Regions from separate parts of the Rattus norvegicus genome. Here region 2 is linked to region 1. The links are chromatin contacts, called in public Hi-C maps. All regions are on one chromosome and are shown on one strand. Each heading gives the region's core, a stretch centred on a gene start, on an enhancer-like site or on the middle of the called end of the contact. The rest is flanking DNA. Distances are from core to core; before and after follow the strand shown.

What was found. A called contact is a pair of places that touch in the nucleus more often than the background predicts.
Region 2: a contact with region 1 is called in a Hi-C map of frontal cortex, with 2.5 times the contacts expected there. The contact joins the enhancer-like site here to the promoter of Wipi2 in region 1. A contact is called at or near these places in 6 of 12 Hi-C or Micro-C datasets (Schwann cells, frontal cortex, kidney and 3 more).

The regions. Positions count from the first base shown.
Region 1 is chr12:17,051,826-17,054,662 of GRCr8, forward strand. It overlaps Wipi2 (WD repeat domain, phosphoinositide interacting 2), which reads right to left and starts at 1,481. Exons shown (of 12, transcript NM_001007615.1): 1 at 1,216-1,481. The coding sequence starts at 1,289.
Region 2 is chr12:17,209,673-17,212,754 of GRCr8, forward strand. Ap5z1 (adaptor related protein complex 5 subunit zeta 1) reads right to left here. Exons shown (of 17, transcript NM_001037220.5): 11 at 2,782-2,924; 12 at 2,329-2,469; 13 at 1,810-1,921; 14 at 1,041-1,138. Among named protein-coding and RNA genes, the nearest start is that of Ap5z1, 11 kb to the right of the region's middle. Within about 2 kb of position 1,324, at least 7 of the 93 cell types and tissues checked have an H3K27ac peak or open chromatin away from gene starts, as enhancers often do.

The DNA.
Region 1 (2,837 bases), core at 231-2,730:
CTGGGATTATAGACAGCTGCCTAGCTTTTATGTGGGTGCTGGGATCCCAACTCTGGGCCTCAAGGTTGTGTGACAGGGGCTTTATCCATTGAACCCTCCCTCCAGTGCCCGGGTCCACTATTACTTCTAGACTCACTGTCTTAAGAATTCTGTTCTGAAGTAGAAAAGACTCAGTGTGGTACAATAGAAAGAAGACCAGAAGAGAGCTCAGGAAAGAGCTCAGGAGATGAGAATCTACCCCTGCCCCATTCCACTATTAACCAACTTTAAGATCCTGGCTGACTCTTTCTGAACTTCGCCGTCTCATTCGTGCCTGGACCAAGTAAGCCAATCTCAGGACAGCTCCCCCCTGAGAAGCTGAGAAGGTCCAACTGAGCACCTGTTGCTTACCCCCACACAGGTACTTGCCATTCTCCAATCTAACTTTTTAATTGAGGAAAAACAAAAGCCTCAGTCTTTGCCTTGCTAATGCTATTGTGCCAGTAGCGACCAACTACTTAGTGTGATGCCAAGTGACCCATTCCTCCTCCTCTTACATCACTTCCTCTTACTCACTTCCCAAGATGGCTCTTCTCCCTTCCAGTCCCATAACTCATCCTTCCTTCCTTAGAAACCTCATCTATTACCTACCTTCCAGGTATGCCAATGAGGCAGCCTTGAAGAACCAGATCGGGACCTATAGCAGTTCAGTCTGGCCAAACAGTAGACCGGTATTAAGGTTCTGTTTTAATCGCAGGAATAGCCCACCTCACCCCCTTCTGAAGCACCCAGACCCCTTGAGGACAAAGTCTCTCTTAGATTGAAGGCCTGGGTTACTACTGCCGTTTGGTCCTTGTTTGGAGGAGACCAAGTTACTTGCCAGAAAACGGCAGAGAAGAAATAAGAAAACAGAAGAAGAAAAGCCATGAAAAGCGATACAAACACTGAAGATACAGATGTATAGAAAGAGGGAGGCGGGCGATGCCCAGGACGGCCGCGAAACCCAGTCCGGGTGACAGGCACAAACCGGTGTGCTCAATTCCTTCCCAACTTTGCGAAAGGCAAGGTCTTAGGACAGGTGGATGGGAGCATACCCCGAGTTCCATCACCTCCCCCGGCCCAGGAGGCAGCAGCGCTCGAGCGGCCGCGAGGGCTCAGCACGCCCCCCGCCCATACCCCTCGACCTGACCCAGGCCCTGACCTCTGACCCGACCCCGTGCCCGAGCCCGGCCTTACGTGTTATCCTGGTTGAAGTTGGCGAACAGCAGCTGGCCGGCGCCGGCCTCTCCGCTCTGGCTTGCCAGGTTCATGGCTGCGCGCGCGCGACGGACTCGGACCCCCTTGGCGGGAGCGCGCGCGGCTCAAGTCGGGCGGCCCGCGGGAGCACGCTACACTCAGGATCTGTACCCGGTCCGGGTCGCCGCCCCGCTCGCCCCCTCTCGCTGCGCGGGGACCAACTGCCGCCTCATACCGTCCCCACTCTTGTTTATGCTCCAGAGCCGGGACGGGCTGCGCGCTTGCGCGGTCCCGCCCACCCTCGCGACGCACGGCGGCCTACGGCGCAGGCCCGCTGTGTAGGCCCCGCCTCTTCACCTCGGGCTCCCGCGGGTGTTTCCGGTCGACTGCGCATGCATAAAAGGTGCGCTGGAAGGTGCGCCTGCGCGTGGCGGAGAGTGGGCGGGAGCTTTCTGGCTGCGAACGACAAGTTACCTCGTTGGTCCTGGTTCGTCGGTCATTGTTCTAGGGACTTGTGCGCACCGCATTGCTTGAAGAGAATATCACACGTCCGTTTTGCCGATTTGAAAAGCGAGGTTCAGAACTGTAAACAATTTCCCAAATGGTGGATCTGAGACTGGAAGTGACTTCTCCAAGGCGCGTGCGGTCACGGTCCTTGGGACAGGATTCTACTTTAAATGTATTAATCCGTGCAACAGTATATGGGAAGCACCTTTCTCTCCTTCCCGCCCTCCTTCCATTCATTCCTTTCTCCTCTTCCCCCCAAGGGAATGAAAATGCCTTGATGGCAAAGGTCTTGGAGATGAGCGAAACTTGTTCTGTCTGTTACATGTTAGAACTGAGCCTGTAGGCAAGAGGCTGGCTGATGGTTCTCAAGAGCAGTGTGCTGTCCTTGAGGAAAGTCAAGGTGGGCGTGAAGTCGAACTTTGTTAGTACAGCCAAAGGGGCAAAGACAATTGTTGAGGAGAAGATGGCACACACTTTCCCACTCTTCCTGTTTCGTGTTTTTTGTTATTCCCCCGCCCCCGGAGCTAGGGCCTTGCGCTCGCTAGGCAAGCGCTCTACCGCTGAGCTAAATCCCCAACCCCTTGTTATTTTTTTGATATAGGGTCTCATCTATCTGAGACTAGCTTTGGACGCTGTTGACTTTGAATTCCTGGTCTTCCCGCCTTTACCTCTTAAAAGATTACAGACATGCACCACCGTGCTTGCTAAAAGTAGCCTTTAAAATGTTTTGGCCTTTGGGGACCTTTACTGGTCTGCAACTTACCGATCTTAACCTTCAACTCACAGCAATCTACTGCCCTCTCCTCTGCCCTCCAACCTCTGCTGCTGGAATTAAATGTGCTACGATTCCCAGCTTTTCTTTTTGAAAATGAATTTTTTTGAGAATTTCATGCAACGCGTTTTGATCATATTCAACCTCACCACCCAGATCCACTCTTCTTCCCTACCACCCAAATTTGTGTCTTTTTTTTTTTTTTTTTTTTTTGTCTTTCTTTTTTAGACCCATCGATTCCATTTTGTGTTGCCTATAGCCTTGTACTGGAGTGTTGTCAGCCTATCAGGGACCATTCCTTTGAAGAACACTGATTCCCATTCTCAACAGCTACCAATTAACA
Region 2 (3,082 bases), core at 74-2,573, 160 kb after region 1:
GGGGGCGTGGCTCAGTGGTAGAGCCCCTGCCTAGAATCCCCCAGTGAAGGGCCGGGGGCGTGGCTCAGTGGTAGAGCCCCTGCCTAGAATCCCCCAGTGAGGGGCTGGGGGCGTGACTCAGTGGTAGAGCCCCTGCCTAGAATCCCCCAGTGAGGGGGCTGGGGGCATGACTCAGTGGTAGAGCCCCTGCCTAGAATCCCCCAGTGAAGGGCTGGGGGCGTGGCTCAGTGGTAGAGCCCCTGCCTAGAATCCCCCAGTGAAGGGCTGGGGGCGTGACTCAGTGGTAGAGCCCCTGCCTAGAATCCCCCAGTGAGGGGGCTGGGGCGTGGCTCAGTGGTAGAGCCCCTGCCTAGAATCCCCCAGTGAGGGACTGGGGTGTGGCTCAGTGGTAGAGCCCCTGCCTAGAATCCCCCAGTGAGGGGCTGGGGTGTGGCTCAGTGGTAGAGCCCCTGCCTAGAATCCCCCAGTGAGGGACTGGGGTGTGGCTCAGTGGTAGAGCCCCTGCCTAGAATCCCCCAGTGAGGGGCTGGGGTGTGGCTCAGTGGTAGAGCCCCTGCCTAGAATCCCCCAGTGAGGGGGCTGGGGCGTGGCTCAGTGGTAGGAGCACTTGCCTAACATTCAGGTGGCCTTATCCTTAATCCCCAGCACGGGTATATATGTGTGTGAATAACCCCCCTAAAGCAGTGGTTCTTAACCTGTGGGTCACGTATCAGGTATCCTGTATGTCAGATATGTCACCATTCACAACAGTAGCAAAACTATAGTCATGAAGTAGCAATGAAATAATGTCATGGTTGGGGTCACGACTGAGACCCACCTCAGTGGACAGGACCATGTACAACAGAGACACGAGCCAATCTGAAAGGACACATCTTGGAGGAGGGAAGCCTCAAGAATGTTCTTAATGGAGGATGAAATGCAGGCTGGTGGAGGAACTGGCAGTCAGCAGTGAGCCCCCAGCCTGTGAGCAGGACGGGAAACACAGAGAGCTGGTCTGTGTGTGCCATGGGCACTGTGACCCTGCCAGGCTGTGAGCCTACCTGTGCACACGGGCCTCATACTGAGGGACTGGGTAGAGGGAGTCACTTCTCTCCAGGAGCAGCAGTGCCAGCTGGTTGATGAGGGGCCCGTCGGCAGTCTGCGATCAAGAACAGGAACTGGCTCAGTCTTGAGAAGCACGATGGGGTGGAGCTCCTCACTCCCTGGCTGCCTTCCCCAGCACCCGGGGCTGGGAGAGGACGCAGAGGCCCCGGCCTGGCTCCTGCCCTGCAGCTGCCTTTTAGAACCCCTGTTTTAGAACCTGTTGCAGGCTGTGGGGGCGCACACCTTTAACCCCAGCACTTGGGAGACGGACAGAGGGAGGCAGGTCTGAGTTTATGAGGCCAGTCTGATTCATGTGGTGAACTCCAGACTAGCAGGGTTATACAGAGAGGTGGTGTCTCAAAAACAAACAAACAAAAGTAAATTTAAAAAGCCTGTTCCCTGAGGCCAAGGCTCCGCCTTGTCTTGCTGAGTGACCCCAAATTGCCCATTCTGTTGCTAGACTACCTCAAGGGGTTCTGTGGGCTTCTAGTCATCTGACCTGTGGACATGCAGCCAGGAGGGAACCATTGGGCTGTGGTGGGGTGCTGGGACACACGCTGTCCTGGCTCTAGCTTATGCTGCCAGCCTCAAGTGCCCGCCCTGTCCTAAGGCTGACTGTGAACAGCCCTTTCCATGGAGAGTGCAGCAGGACAAACCTCCTGTGGGGTCCAGTCCCTCTTGACTATGTGACGTCTATGGAGGAGGGCACCTGGGTGGTGGGCTCACCTGGGTCACAGCTGAGAAGAAAGCCTGGAGCAAGACAGGAATTGCCTCCACACACTGGGCTACCCGGGCACAGCTGGCCATGGGCTTCAGCACCTGATGAAGTGGCGTCAGTCTGGGGACAAATGGGCCTACTGAGTGCTGGCCCACCCTCAGTTCCTTCCTGGAGGGATACTGTGGCTGGCTGCAGGAGGTCATGGTTCACTCACTCCTTGGGATTACATGCTCCTTGGGACTTGAGGAGACCAGAGATGTCAGGGGCTCCCAGGACAGCAGAGCCAGGGAAAGGCCAGCAAGGGCTGAATGAGAGGCCTGCCGAGGTCCTCCCACCCCCCAGAATATCCTAGGTATTAGTTTTCCCACTTGGATAGTGGACTGCTCACAGCTCTAAATGAGGGCTGGATCAATGAGTAGAGCCCTGAAGCCCCTCCCGCCCCCAATGCCCAGGGCAGTAGTGATGGGGACCATGGCTATCTCCTCGGGCTGAGAAGATACAGCCCAGTCTCTGGCATAGAACCCCACCTCTCGGTGGAGCCGCTGGCCTTGGTGCGAAGCAGGTGCCGGAAGAGTCCTTGGAACTGTGGGTCCTGGAAGGCCTCCAGGCAGCTAGGGACCCTGAGGGAGACATCCCAAAGCGGCCTTTCCGACGGGGTCTGTGTGGACCTAAGAGGACAGAAGCTAGGCTGGAACGAAACTCTTAGCACAAGTCGCCCATAGCCCTATTTGACTTGATGTCGGGGGCACTGGCTTTCGGGGATGGGGAACGACTCCGTACAGAACATGGGAGTCTCCCTTTGATGGACATGGCTGTGCTGAGGAGGCCAGGGACTCAGGGGCTATTCCAGATGGCAAATGGCCCAGAGATGTACTTCTGTGGGCTAAAGCCAGGGCTGGGGGATCGGGAGAACTAAGGAGCAGCACTAGTGCCCAGGTGCGTGGGAGGGGACAGGGCTGAGCAGGCCAGAGTGGGCTCACCTGAGCTGTAGGTCCAGGGCAGCAGTCAGACAGGGCAGGTCAAGCAGGGCATGCAACATCTCCACAGCAGTTCCAGCATCCACGAGAGCAGGGAGGAGTACCACAAACTCGGCTGTGAGCGGAGGGCTGTTCCAAGCCAGGAACTGCAGGGTACACAATGGCTCAGCAGGCGAGAGGATGCTAGGTGGCATGGCCTCATCCAGTGGCCTCCTACTGCCCACTCACAGCACAGACCCTGTGTAGACAGTGACACGCCTCCCCCTGTCCCCCACAACCTGTGATGAGGCTGTCTGCCTTTGGC